Linked DNA regions of Mustela erminea: region 2 is linked to region 1. A link is a contact called in public Hi-C data. All regions are on one chromosome and are shown on one strand. The core of a region is the stretch at or near the end of the contact, and the rest is flanking DNA. Distances in the headings are between cores, read along the strand shown. Region 1 holds the start of MMADHC (methylmalonic aciduria and homocystinuria type D protein, mitochondrial). Region 2 holds the start of RND3 (rho-related GTP-binding protein RhoE).

Region 1 (6,309 bases), core at 2,313-4,812:
ACTAAAATGTCCTTTTCCCTCTCCTTCTAGGTCTAGCAAATTTCAACTCTATCTTCAAGACCTGGATAAACAGAACCCTCTTTATGTATCTCTGAAGTACAAGGTCTGTTTCCAGAAAATGGCCACCCGAAAATTTAAGCATCCTTCCTTGGGTCAGGACCCAACATGCTCAAACAGATAAATGTGATAATTATTACACTTTAACCTAAACAAACTTAGACTTTTGGGTGTTTCTATAATTTAAATTTACATTTACAAATGACATTTACATTTAATAGAATATGGCTCAGGATCTAAAGGCAATATAAAATTTTAAACTCCAGAAGTATTTTGGGCAAGTCCTCAAAATAGTAACAGGCTCAATAGGAGATTATCTGAAAGGGGCAATATTAAATAACAAATACTCAACAGATGTTAGTTACTGTGGGCTAGGTTCTGTGCTAAGTGCTTTACATGCACTATTTTACTAATCTGCACAAAATACTTCCATATACCATTAAAATTAAAGTATGATTATCAAAATATTATTTTTGATAATAAATTGCTTCACAAGCAAAAAGGAAAAGAAGTATTATCCAAATTATTTTAAAAACTTCCCAATATTATTAAGAATTATTTTAGTCCGTGAATGCCAAGGCCACTTTTAGATTTTTTTTCCTTGATGGTTTAACGAAAGTTATAATAAAATGTGAGTTTTGTTGCCAACCTAAGAAAACCGAATCGTTACTTTATTTATATTTCATTTTAATGGCAAAAGAAGCCAGTATCTAATTTGTCCACTGAAAGGAATAGCTGATGACAATGTTAATGTGTTTCAAGTTTCCCTTTTAACCTACAGGATCCTCAAATTTGTTACTTGGCAGATTTTATGACACTGGGTCAGCTGGTAAATATAACTAAATATGACAGCCAATAAATAATTCAAAAATTAGTATAGCCAGTTTATTTTAGTATGAGGATAAGTACGATTTTATATATGACTACTTCAAACCTAGGTTTCTAGACCTGGGAAGATGACAGGTTATCAAATATAATTTTAAAATCTTTATTAGTGTAAATACAGAAGCTGTCTTTTAGACACTACTTTAGGATTAAGTCCTGCTTTTGGTCATGTGAGTAGAATATAGGATCTATACGAAAGACTTAGAACTAGTTATCTAGGAAATTCATCTATATCCATCAAGGAAATTCATTCATACCCAGCTACAGACATTTTTGTGTAGTCCACACTATTATAAAAAAAAAAAAATCTGAATTGGGTCTAAACACTGAGAAATTACAGATTTCACACAAAAAGTCCAGATTTTTGGCTATTCTTGAAATCTCAGAAGAGCTGGCAGCAGTATTCATATTCCCAAATGGCATTAATTAGCAATAAATCACCGTAGCTAAGGAAAGGCTGCTCCTGTTATATCAGAAATGAGAATTTCAGTTTGTCAAAGTTCCCACTGAGGCATCTTGATTTACCTGTCCAGCTTCTGAAGCGTGGACATTCATGACTCTTGCTATGTATGCTAATTAAATAGGTGAAGACACACATACTTGCCTATTTCCTAACTGACATTCAGTATTTCCAATGCATATAAACACAAATTTTTAAAGTATATTTGAATATTAAGATTTATTTTGTATGAACTTCTTTCTAACAATAAAAGATTTATGAAAGCATCTTTCAAAATACTCACCCTGCTGATCTAATTCATTTAAATAAAAATAAAGCCAGGTTGAACATTAGTATTCTATTCTAGTTACTCTGAGAGTACCCATGCTTCTATTACAACATTCCCTTTCTGGGGTTCTGGCTAAGTAAAAATTCAAGTTAAAATGGGGTCCAAAACTAGTGGTCTACTTTTATGAATTGACCCTACAGTCACATCATTAGATTCTTAACATATCATGTTCAATTACACGAATATTATCCTGACTAATTGTTGCCATATTAATCCTCCTAACACAGCTTTGATTAAAAGATCACAATGTAAAGAATCAGATCTAAATACCGAGTGTGACATTCAAGCTATTACTCAATTCCAACTCCACAATACAACCTTATTTCCCTCTAATCTCTTTCATATATCTGACATTGCAGAATGCAGAAATGACTTTTAAGTTTTGAAAGGGAAGATGTCTCTGAATACATCAGATTCTTCCATTCAAGTCTTCCATTATCTAAATCCTACCATCTTTCAAAACTCAAGATTAAATGTTCTCTGATTAAGTGATCCCAAACCCCTTGTTTCTCCTCTTCACAAAGCTTTGAATCTGGATGTACTTTTGTGTAGCTTTTAAGAAATAATTACTTTACACCCTTATGATAGCTATTTCATGTACTACTACTGTCCCCTACTATATGAAGTCCTTACAGTAGCATGAGTCTAAACTGGAGACTTACAATCAATATTTCTGGTCTATGAGAATCATATCTCTTGCTCTCATTTTGTACGATATGGAAGGTTACTCACTTGACTGAAGCTGTTACGAAACCTTCAGTTTCGCTAACAAAAGAAAAAATAGTTTAAAAATAGATTCTAAGTATTTACTCAAAAGGTCTTTTAAAAATATTGAAAGGATGTTGGCACTGAATTTATTTCCAAAAACGAATTTGTAGAAACAAGTACACGCGTGTTGTAGAAAACCTTTGTGTTCCAACCTACCTTCGAAGCGTACCAACATAATTTCACACCCCTTGCTTCCCCTGACATTTTTCATACAACTACGTCTAAGCACAAGAAACCGGCCACCGATGTTACCATAATTAAACCCGTCCCTCCATTTTCTAACAAGTACCCAAACCACTCCACTGCTTAAGAGACTAATTTACTCACAGTGGCCATTTCCAGCGGGGACGGCAGACGCAAATTATCTTCCCTTTCGTAAGTTATTCCTGAGAACGTACAAAACAAAACAGGCCAGTGTGCGATTAAGCTGTACTAACACACAACTCGGGGAACGTCCACTATCTTCTACCATGTGTTGCTCCACCACGACCAAAGTCCAAGCTCCCCCTAAAATCCAAGAAGGCCAGAATTGGCCTCCAGTCCCTACAGGGCACAGATCCCTGCCCAGAGGAGGCCGTGCCGTACCCAGCCCTCCCGGTTTGTGCCCCCACCCCTCAGCCCCCGCTCCAGCAAGCAACTCGGACCAGATGCGGGCGGGGAACGAGGAGCCGAAGGCTTAGACAGAGTTCCGAGGGTCGAAGCGGGCATTTTAACACAGATTAGGGGGGGTCTGACCACAGCTCCAAAAAAAGGGTTCGAACGGAGCTGACGGTGAGGAAGCGAAAACAGCCTGCAGACGGAGTGACAGAACTAGGGACACCGACAGGGACCCTGTCGGAATAGGGGCAATACCGAATGCCGTGGCACCAAGAAGGCGGCGAATCTGGAGGGGCTATAGCGGGCGGAAACCATCCGTACCAGTCCCGCCGCCGCCGCCTCCAGCCGTCCCAGACCCTCACTCTTTGCGCTGTCAAAATGGCGGCGGCGACGGCCGCAGGGGTAGCGTAGACGCTGGCAGTGACCAGGCTGAAGAAGTTGCTCCTGAAAGCATCGATGGGAAGGATCGTCGAATTAATGATGCGCACGCGCACAATAGGACCATAGAGCCTACCTCCTATTGGATAGCCGCGGGCAAACATGTAGGAGGAGAAAAGGTGAGGTGGGGTGACGTAGAAGGAGGAGGGTTCCTGATCTGGGTTGAGGGCTCCTTCTGTTTCCTTCATTAACTCTTGGGTTCATTTGCTAGATTCCTCCACCCCAAGGCATTCTAACTGCCACCAAGAGATACAATCTTAACTTCTTCATATCATAGTTACTGTTTTTTCACGAATCACTGTTTTCGAGCATAGGACACTTAGGTTTTTCTATTTATGTCCCAGGCCCTTAATAGGCTCAATAGGTATTTATCAAACGATTTATTTAGAAACATATATCATTTTCATTTATCAATTGTTTTTTAATTAACTGAAGTCCTTACTTTATTCATACCAATATTTCTGGGTAGGTAATGTTAGACAAGTTGGTCTCTGTTTCTGTTTCCTCACCTGTAAAAGGAGAATAATAGTGCTTGCTCCACACACTGTAAAGATCAAACGAATTTATATATAGCTAACACTTAAAGCATGCACATGCACACACAGCTCGGAGCTTGGGAGTCACAGAAAGGCTTCTAAGAAAGGACCACTGAGCTGAGTGTTGAAGTTACATACAACTCATTTTTTCATGCCTTGGAAATTTCTCTTCGGTTTACTTGTCCCAGTTAGATAAGAGGATTTCTGGTTGAATAATGATTGTAAGCTTTTTGAGATCAGGAAGCATATGCTATTCATCTTTGCCACGATAGAAATCATTTGTCAGGTTCAGGTGGGAGATAAAAGGAGTCAGTGATCAACAGTATGGCAGGAAGCTGTCAGGAGTAACATCATAGCACATATGCTTGTATGTGTTTTGAAAGATGGATGGGTGTTTACCAGAATGCCAAGAAAAGATGTGGAGGGGTGAGGATACTTCAGGCAAAGGGAGCAGTGTGAACAGAGTTGTGGAATCTGAAACACTGTGCACATTTGGGGAGATCTACAGGTAGTCAAGGCAATGGGTTTGGCATGGACAGGGGCCATGATCATAGTCAGTCTTCAGGGCAGTACTAAGATAGATGTAATCTTGGAAGCAACGAGAAGCAACTGGGAAGACTGAAGCAGAGTCATGGCCTTACCAGATTTGTATCTTGGGAAGGTCCTCTGGCTGCCATTTAGAGGATGGATTGGAAGGGTGTGTGAGATAACTTCTAAATTTTTGACTTAGGATATTTGGTGAATAAAGTTGCTTTTGTTTTATTGGGAATTCAGTAATATTAGTATCTGTGGAATGTATACTATGTGGTTGCACTTGGATAAGGTTTTTCACATTATTTGTTTTAATTCTCATAACGATATAGAAAATAGAGCTATTATCCTCATGTTAAATATGAAGAAGAAATGAAAGAAGAAAGGGGCTAAGTATATTTCTGAAGCTTCCCGGGTTGGACTTAAATCAAGGTCTGTTAGGTTCAAAATAGTGTTCTCTCTCCCACATGTATTGTCTTCCAGAAGAACAGATGTTTGGAGAATGATGAAGGGTTTGGTTTGGGATAACTTCAGTTGTAAGATGCTTAAGGGACATTCATATGGAGTTGCCAATAAGTCATTTGAAAATAGGCCTGTTGCTCAGGAAAGTGGTTTATATAGGAGACAGAAATTTGAGGGTCCTTGACATATGTATGGGTAATTATTCAAGCCATGGGAACCTCTTATCCTGAAGTTCAACAATAGGCTTTATGAGAAGGGAGTGTCTGTGACACTTCTGAAATGTATGCACATTTTTGTATATTTGTAAATAGATTCATTTTTTTTCCATAGGGAGAGGGTACATAGCTTTTTCAGATTCTTGAAGGAGTTCATGACTCTGAACATTCAAGAACTTCTAGTGTGGAGTACAAAAGAAAAAGGGCAAAGTCAGAATACTAGGAGATATTAATTAAAGGGGTAACAGAAGAAAACCTGGCAATGGAAACTGGCAAGTTTCAGTCAGAAAGTAGAAGGAAATCAGGAGACAGGATTCTAGACATCAAGAATTACTGTTATTATTGCTCCATATTATTAGATGTTACCAAAAGTTCTTATTGCAGTTCATCTTACTTGATAAATCCAGCAACAGTGACTTTTCCAGAGGAATTTCAATGGAGTGGGGTGTGGGGAGGTGGAATTTTGATAACTTGGTATTCAGAGGATGAAACAGAAACTTCTTGAGGACAGAGACTTTATCTGTTTGTTCACTGTATTCTGGGACTTTACTGTATTCCTGCTACAGAGAGGTGATCAATAAATGTTTGCTGAATATGTGAAGTTGAATAGATGAAGAAGTGTGGGCCACTAATAACAAGCTACTATTAACAACAGCTGCTTTTTGTTTTTCTGTTTCCAGCCTCCATACCTTCATGACATCCATCTATCTGACAACTGGGCTGGGAGAGTAGTGGTGTCTATACTGCATAAGTGAAGAAAGTGAGACTCGGGCTAGGTACACTGCTCGATGATGTACAATTACGTGTAGTGGTGAATGTGAGATTAAACCTTGGATTTGTCTGGCTCCGACATCTCCATGCCTTCCACAACAGTAAAACTCGGAAGACAGAGAGGTAAGTAGCTGTCTCTCAGATTATTTCAGTTTACTCTTACCCATTTTCCTTCTCCCTTCCCCTTTCTCTTGGATTGTTCTTATTCTACAGAGATGAAGGAGGACCATCGAAGAACTGTAAAAATCGATCCATTCACCA
Region 2 (6,309 bases), core at 1,380-3,879, 770 kb after region 1:
GTAGTCGCGAGACGGTGCGTGCACAGCCCAGTACAAAACACTGTGAGGTTCTGGTTCTGTTACCCTTGGCCAAGCTTGAGGAAGAGCCTGACTCAGGTGGAAACAAATTCAGCGCCTCCCACCGCCAACACTACGCGCATCTGGCACCGGCCATGGAGAGGCGCTCGTGCGAGACTTCTTTGCCTTTGTGCAGGGACTGCCTCTGGCGACCCTGTCAGTCTGGTGCCTTCCTTTTGCTCTCTAATCCCGTTGTGTCCCCTCCCCGCCCCGGGGGCTCCAGAAGTTAAAACCCAGGGCTGTGGGAAGCTCGCAGAGTCCAGAAGCACTTCCACGAGGCCACTCCCAGCTGGGCGCAGGTCCACCTCCGGGGCCTCCCTGCTTGACAGCAACGGCTGCATGTTGGCACTTGCGCTCTCCTCCTCGCTAGTTTCACCCGGGATTTGGCTCGGTCCACCTGCAGCAGCCCGACTCCCTGCTAAGCTCCCAGACCCAAGCGCTGGGGCCTTCCCCCGGCCTTCCCCGGTGGTCCCTCCTCCAGAGGCGACACCCTTGTGTGAAACGGGATTCCTCCTCTCCCCCTCCGATCCTCCGAGCACTGCGGTGTGGGGGGCGGGTACCAGCCCGAGATTCCAGGTGGCGCCTCCCGCCCCCACCAAGCCAGGCCCAGGCCAGATCCCTAATAGCCGCGTGCTGAGGACCTCCCCAGGGGTACCCGTCCTTCCTACCACCGCCCACTACGTAGGTGGGTGGGCGCACAGAAAGCGATAACCCGGCCTTGAACCCCGGACCCTTGAAAATAATTCACCACGATGCCAGTAATTCAACTGGACAGAAAGGTCAAAGGCGAAGAGCACTGCCCGCGGCCTTGCGGGCGGGTAGAGGGTGATGAAATAGTCAGGAAAGAACTGCGAGGGCCGGGGTGGGGGTGCGGGGTGCGGCGTGATCACTGGGGCTGGCGAGGGGTGTAGGATCTGGGGATCCGCACCGAGACTGCGCGGGCGGCGGGAGACGAGGGCCGGCGACCGCTCCGCCGGGTGCTGCCCGCGCCACCAGCGCATTCCTGGCTGTAGGCGTCAGGAGCGCCGCGGCTGCCTGCGCTCACGTTGCTCCCCCCGCCCCAAAGCTGAATACACACGTAACTGCGTCGCTTCGGGGATTCTCCCCCACCTCCCACCATTCCCGCCGCGCTCCCCGCGCCTCCGACAGTCGTCAGGTTAGCTCCTGCAGGGGCGCCTGCCGCGAGCCCGGTAGTCCTGAGGCCCGCACGCATTCTCCCCCCACCCCCATCGGGCCACCTTGGCCGCCCATAGGCGACTGGGGAACGACCTCCCCTCCCCCCCGAGCCAGCCGCTCCCCGGCCACCTGGCTACCAGCGCTTCCACAGCGGGGTCACCCGGCGGGCACACAGCGCCCTTCTCTCCCCACTCCCATTCCCCCCTAGCCTTCGTCGTCCCCCACCCCGCCCAGAAGGGACCGCGGGAATCCCTCGGAAGAGGCAGAGTTAACCCAGGGGCGCAGAGTGCGCGGCTGGCGCGCGGTCGGGCGCTTGGGAGCGTGCCGCGCGGGGTCCCGAGACCCGCCACGCACCCGGTGCCGCTGGAAACCCGCCCCAAGCGCCACGCGGTCCGAGGACTGTCTTACCCGAAGTGTCCCACAGGCTCAACTCTATTCTTTGTGTGTCGATTTCAAAACTGGCCGTGTAATTCTCAAACACTGTAGGGACATAATTCTGGACAAACAAAATGGGCAGAGACAGGAAAGAGGGCAAAGAGGTTATCTACAGAGCACGACACCGGCACAACACCCTCTGAAAATCGCTTCCTCACTCCCCGATTAAAAAAAAAAAAAAAAAACCCACCCGCCAGACACGCGGCCCGTTTCTGAAACCCCAGCCTCATCACCCGCACCGCCCTGCTCCCCAAGACGTGAGGATCCAAACCTCCCCGCCCGGGTTCCGCACCCAGGACCGAACAAGTTTCAGAGGCTAACAGCGGAATGTGCAGACGCGTCCCCGAAACGTTCCAGCTCACTTTCCCTTTCCCGGCAGTCTCACCAGGGGGAAAGTAGTAAGAAAGACTGCTTAGGAAAAGAAAATGGGGTGAAGGGGGGGCAATGCGAGGAGAAGCCCAACCCCAGACGGGGGGGATCCCCACCGGCGGACCCCTCCCGCGTCCGAGCCCCGGCCGGCCGGCCGCACTCACCTCGGGGAAGCAGTCCTTGGCGAAGACGTGCAGCAGCGCGGTTTTCCCACACTGACTGTCTCCCACTACTACTATCTTGCATTTCACGTTCTGATTAGGATCCATGATAGATTTACTAGATAATTTCTGGCTGGCTCTTCTCTCCTTCATTGATCTTGCCTTATTTTCTCTTGGAACAGGAATTTTCTCTTAAGAGGAAAAATAGATACTTCTCTGTCTATAAAAAGCAGATATAAAAAAATACAACCCGAAGCTGGGGGGAACTCTGGAAGCGCCGCGCAGACGGGGGGCTGGAGGAGCAGGCTCGTTACTCCCCTCCAACAAGTTTTACGCCTGACTCCACACCGCGCTTCCCAAGTCCAATTCCGATCCGACTGCTTTGTTTCACGCTCTCCGCAAGGCTTTATACGCCCGGCCTTCCAATCCTCTTTCTCAATGAGAGAAGGAAACCGATCCGCCTCCTCCCCTTTTATGGAGCCTGGGAGCAAGCGCCCTCTCCTTACTCCCTGAAAATGTAAACAGTGCGCCCTCTAGGGGGACCGTGCGGGATCTATTTCCACACTAAGCCTCTGGGACAACTTGAAGACCCCAACCATGCTTTTGCGGATGGATGGGACTGTGCGAGTCCAGCAGGAGGTGGGGAAACGGAATGTCTGTGCATGGGGATTTTTATTAGGATTCCTTTAAAAACGTTTCAATAGGGGCTGATGTACATAAGCCTCATGAACATTTGTAAAAGCAAAAGCATTTCTCATCCAAGTTAAAACCATCATTAAAATAACAGCAAGCTCTCTTGGGTTAGGAAGGGTTAAGTGGTTGTATTTTTTTTTTTTTTTTAAGAAAGAAATGGTTTGTATCACGTATATAGGGCATGGAACAATAGCTAAGCTAGGCTATTTCAGATGCGGGAACTGGCTTGTCTAGGTCACAGCAACACACTGGCTTCTGAAACCTGTCAGTTTCAGTCACTCAGGAGGAGGCAGAAAGGTTTTGAAGAGTGGGTAGAAGAGGTGGGAACAGAGAAAAAAGAGAAGCAGGAGATGCTTTTAACTCAGTGCAAAAGCCATTGTAAACTCAGCTCTATTGCAGTAGGAGCCCAAACAGGCAAGGCAGCCATTGCCCCGGTTGCAATGAGGAGACCGGGTAGAGGGTATCTGATTCTGCCCTGGTTTCCTCTATCTGTAGCCTCCCCTTCCCTAGAATCAAAGATGTATCCAGAAAACACAAATGTACTTAGTTGGAAAGTGCGGGTACAACTCTGCTCCCTCCACCCCTCATTTTTCACACCCATCCCCCTACCCACCCACCCCCAAAATCTGAAAGAGGAGCAAGAATGGCTATGCACGTGTTCTCTTTTCTCTATCAGAAGTCCTTCTTTTCTCATCTTTGTCTCCTGTGCTTCAAATGGAAAGGTTTCAGCTATTAAACTGTAGTAAGGACATTGGTCAAAAATATTATAGGTACCTCTGTGGAGACTTCTAGGCTCATAAATGAGAAGGTGAGGTAAAAACTCAGAATGTGCAGGGCACCTGAGTGACTCAGTCAATTAAGCATCTGTCTATGGCTCAGGTCATGATCCCAGCGTCCTGGGTTGGAACCTGGTATTGGGCTCCCTGTTCAGCCAGGAGTCTGCTTCTCACTCTCTCCCTCTGCCCCTCCCACCCCCGCTTGTGCTCTTTCTCACTCTCTCTCTCTCTCTCTCAAATAAATAAACAAAAATTAAAAAAAAAAAAAAGAAAAAAACCCAGAATTTTCAGTATGGGAAATGAAAAGACACTGAAAGGGGGTTAAAGGCAGAGATGTTAAGTATTGGATGGTAAGACCATGAAGCCTCATGCATCCAAGGATGGTCTTGTCTCCCATTCAGAGCAGAGAAAAACTGGAGGCGCCCCCACCCCCATGGCAAAGCAAGACCCTGCCTCAGACCCAGTGTGTGGGTGGGTGTTTACACACATGTAGGGCTGACCCCCAGAGAAAGGGATAGCTGGCCCTGATCAAGTTCCCAAAGCAGAGTTGGCCAAAGTTTTCTCAGCAGAACTTCAGTCCTCCTCACAAAAAAACTGTCCTGTGTCCCCAAGAATGATGGAGACACTGTGTCCTTTTCACCCCTTCAAGATGCACCGGTTATAGACACAAAAAAAGTTCTAAGGAAAAGTAGCCTACATAGCATAGTTTGACCCGGCATGCCCTATTTAAGCACAGGAAGCTTTTATCCAATTATTTCTTTCATTCGAAGAGCAATGGGAACAATGGCTGGGGTCAAGATCAACAAGAAGTGGATCTGTGTGACCCTGGACGAGTTCTTCACCCTCTCTGAGCCTCAGCTTGATCATCTGTAAAATGGGAATCATTATAGTGATGATGAGGGGGTGCAAGTGAACTTTGAAGAATAGTTTGTGGCACAATATAAAATCTCTGCTCTATTTTTTATTTTTCATGTAACTCTTATTTACACTTCTTAGAATTATTGAACATATCTTGGGAAATACTGGCCTCATTAATGGACTCACTAATTGGAACTGGGAGACTAGATCTACCTTTCTCTTCTCTCAGATTTTTAACTTATAAGTTGCCCTTTTCTAGAGATAGGATGTGACCTTACACATTACTGAATTGACATTGTCTATGTGGGTAAGCCACTCTAACTAGCCTTAATTATGAATTATTAGTATTTGACTGACGGTGAATAAGTAGGTAATTTGTCATATAAACTGGGCACTTTTGAGAGCAAAAAAGGTACTACTAATGATTATGTCAGAACAGTAGTCGTAAACAGGGTCTGTCCCAGGCAAAGTGAGAGGTATAATCACTTTACCAATGAATAATCTGAAATCATAGTAGATGACTATTTTTAGAAATCAGGTGACCTGAATCTCCAGGAATCTGCCAGTTGCTGAGTGAAATTTAATGGCTGTGTAATAGAGTAGAAAACCAACCGCCTGAAGTTACCAGTCTCTGAGTCTCATTAGAGCAAGAATCCTTTCCTTTCCTTCTCTGGATCTCTAGTGCTCAGTGTCTCATAGATCGTCAATATTTTTAAAAATTCATTTAGTATTTAGTTCAACAGAAATTTATTAAGCACCTGCTACATGTCAGGCCCATTTCTAGGAATGGTAGATGTCACAATAAACAAGCCAGCTCCGTTTGCTGCTCTCACAGAGTGCATATTTCAAAACAGAGAGAGACAATAAGGAGGTAGGTACATAAATAAGAATGAATGTGCTAAGCACTATGGAGAAAAAAACGGGTGGCACGATAACCACGTAGTAGGTAGGGACTAGACTCAGTGGCTCGGCAATGCCTCTCTGAGGAGGCTGAGTCTTCAATGACGAGCAAATGAGGGCGATGAGAGCAAATCAGCCACGAGAAGCTCTCCCGAAAGGAAAGGAACAGAGAGTGGAAAGGTCCCATGCAGGGAAAGAGTTGGGCAGGTCTGAGGAACAGAAGGAGAGCCAGAGGGATTGGGTCCCCCCAAAGGGGAGAGAAAATGGGTAGCAGAGCAGAAGGGAGCAGGCAGGAACTAAATAACTGGGCCTTGGGTATGTGATCATAGAATTTGGATTTTATTATTATTATTTTTTAAAGATTTTATTTATTTATTTGACACACAGAGAGAGAGAGAGATCATAAGTAGGCAGAGGCAGGCAGAGAGAGAGGAGAGGGGGAAGCAGGCTCCTTACTGAGCAGAGAGCCTGATACGGGGCTCGATCCCAGGACCCTGAGACCATGACCTGAGCTGAAGGCAGAGGCTTAACCCACTGAGCCACCCAGGCGCCGCTTATTATTATTTTTTAAGATTTTATTTATTTTAGAGAAAGAAAGTGAGAGAGTGAGCATGAGTGGGGAGAGAGGAAGAGAGGGAGGGAGAGAATCTCAAGCAGACTCCACGCTGAGCTCAGAGCCCATTCTGGGACTTGATTTCATGACCCCAAGATCATGACCTGAGCTGAACTTGGACGCTTAACCAATGGAGCCACCCGAGGTGCCCTGGACTTTATTCTAAGGGTAATATGGAGTCAGACATAGGAGTGCTTAAAGCTGGGTAATAACATGATTATTCGAAAGAATGAATGAATGAATGAATGAATGAATTGTTCCGAGTTTAGTT

Evidence for each region. A called contact is a pair of places that touch in the nucleus more often than the background predicts.
Region 2: a Hi-C map of skeletal muscle shows a contact between it and region 1, with 13 times the contacts expected there. The contact joins the promoter of RND3 here to the promoter of MMADHC in region 1. A contact is called at or near these places in 2 of 3 Hi-C or Micro-C datasets (skeletal muscle and spleen).

The regions. Positions count from the first base shown.
Region 1 is chr8:47,607,232-47,613,540 of mMusErm1.Pri, forward strand. MMADHC (methylmalonic aciduria and homocystinuria type D protein, mitochondrial) reads right to left here and starts at 3,563. Exons shown (of 7, transcript XM_032355512.1): 1 at 3,351-3,563. The coding sequence starts at 3,410.
Region 2 is chr8:48,374,081-48,380,389 of mMusErm1.Pri, forward strand. It overlaps RND3 (rho-related GTP-binding protein RhoE), which reads right to left and starts at 2,630. Exons shown (of 5, transcript XM_032355514.1): 1 at 2,202-2,630; 2 at 1,642-1,729. The coding sequence starts at 2,351.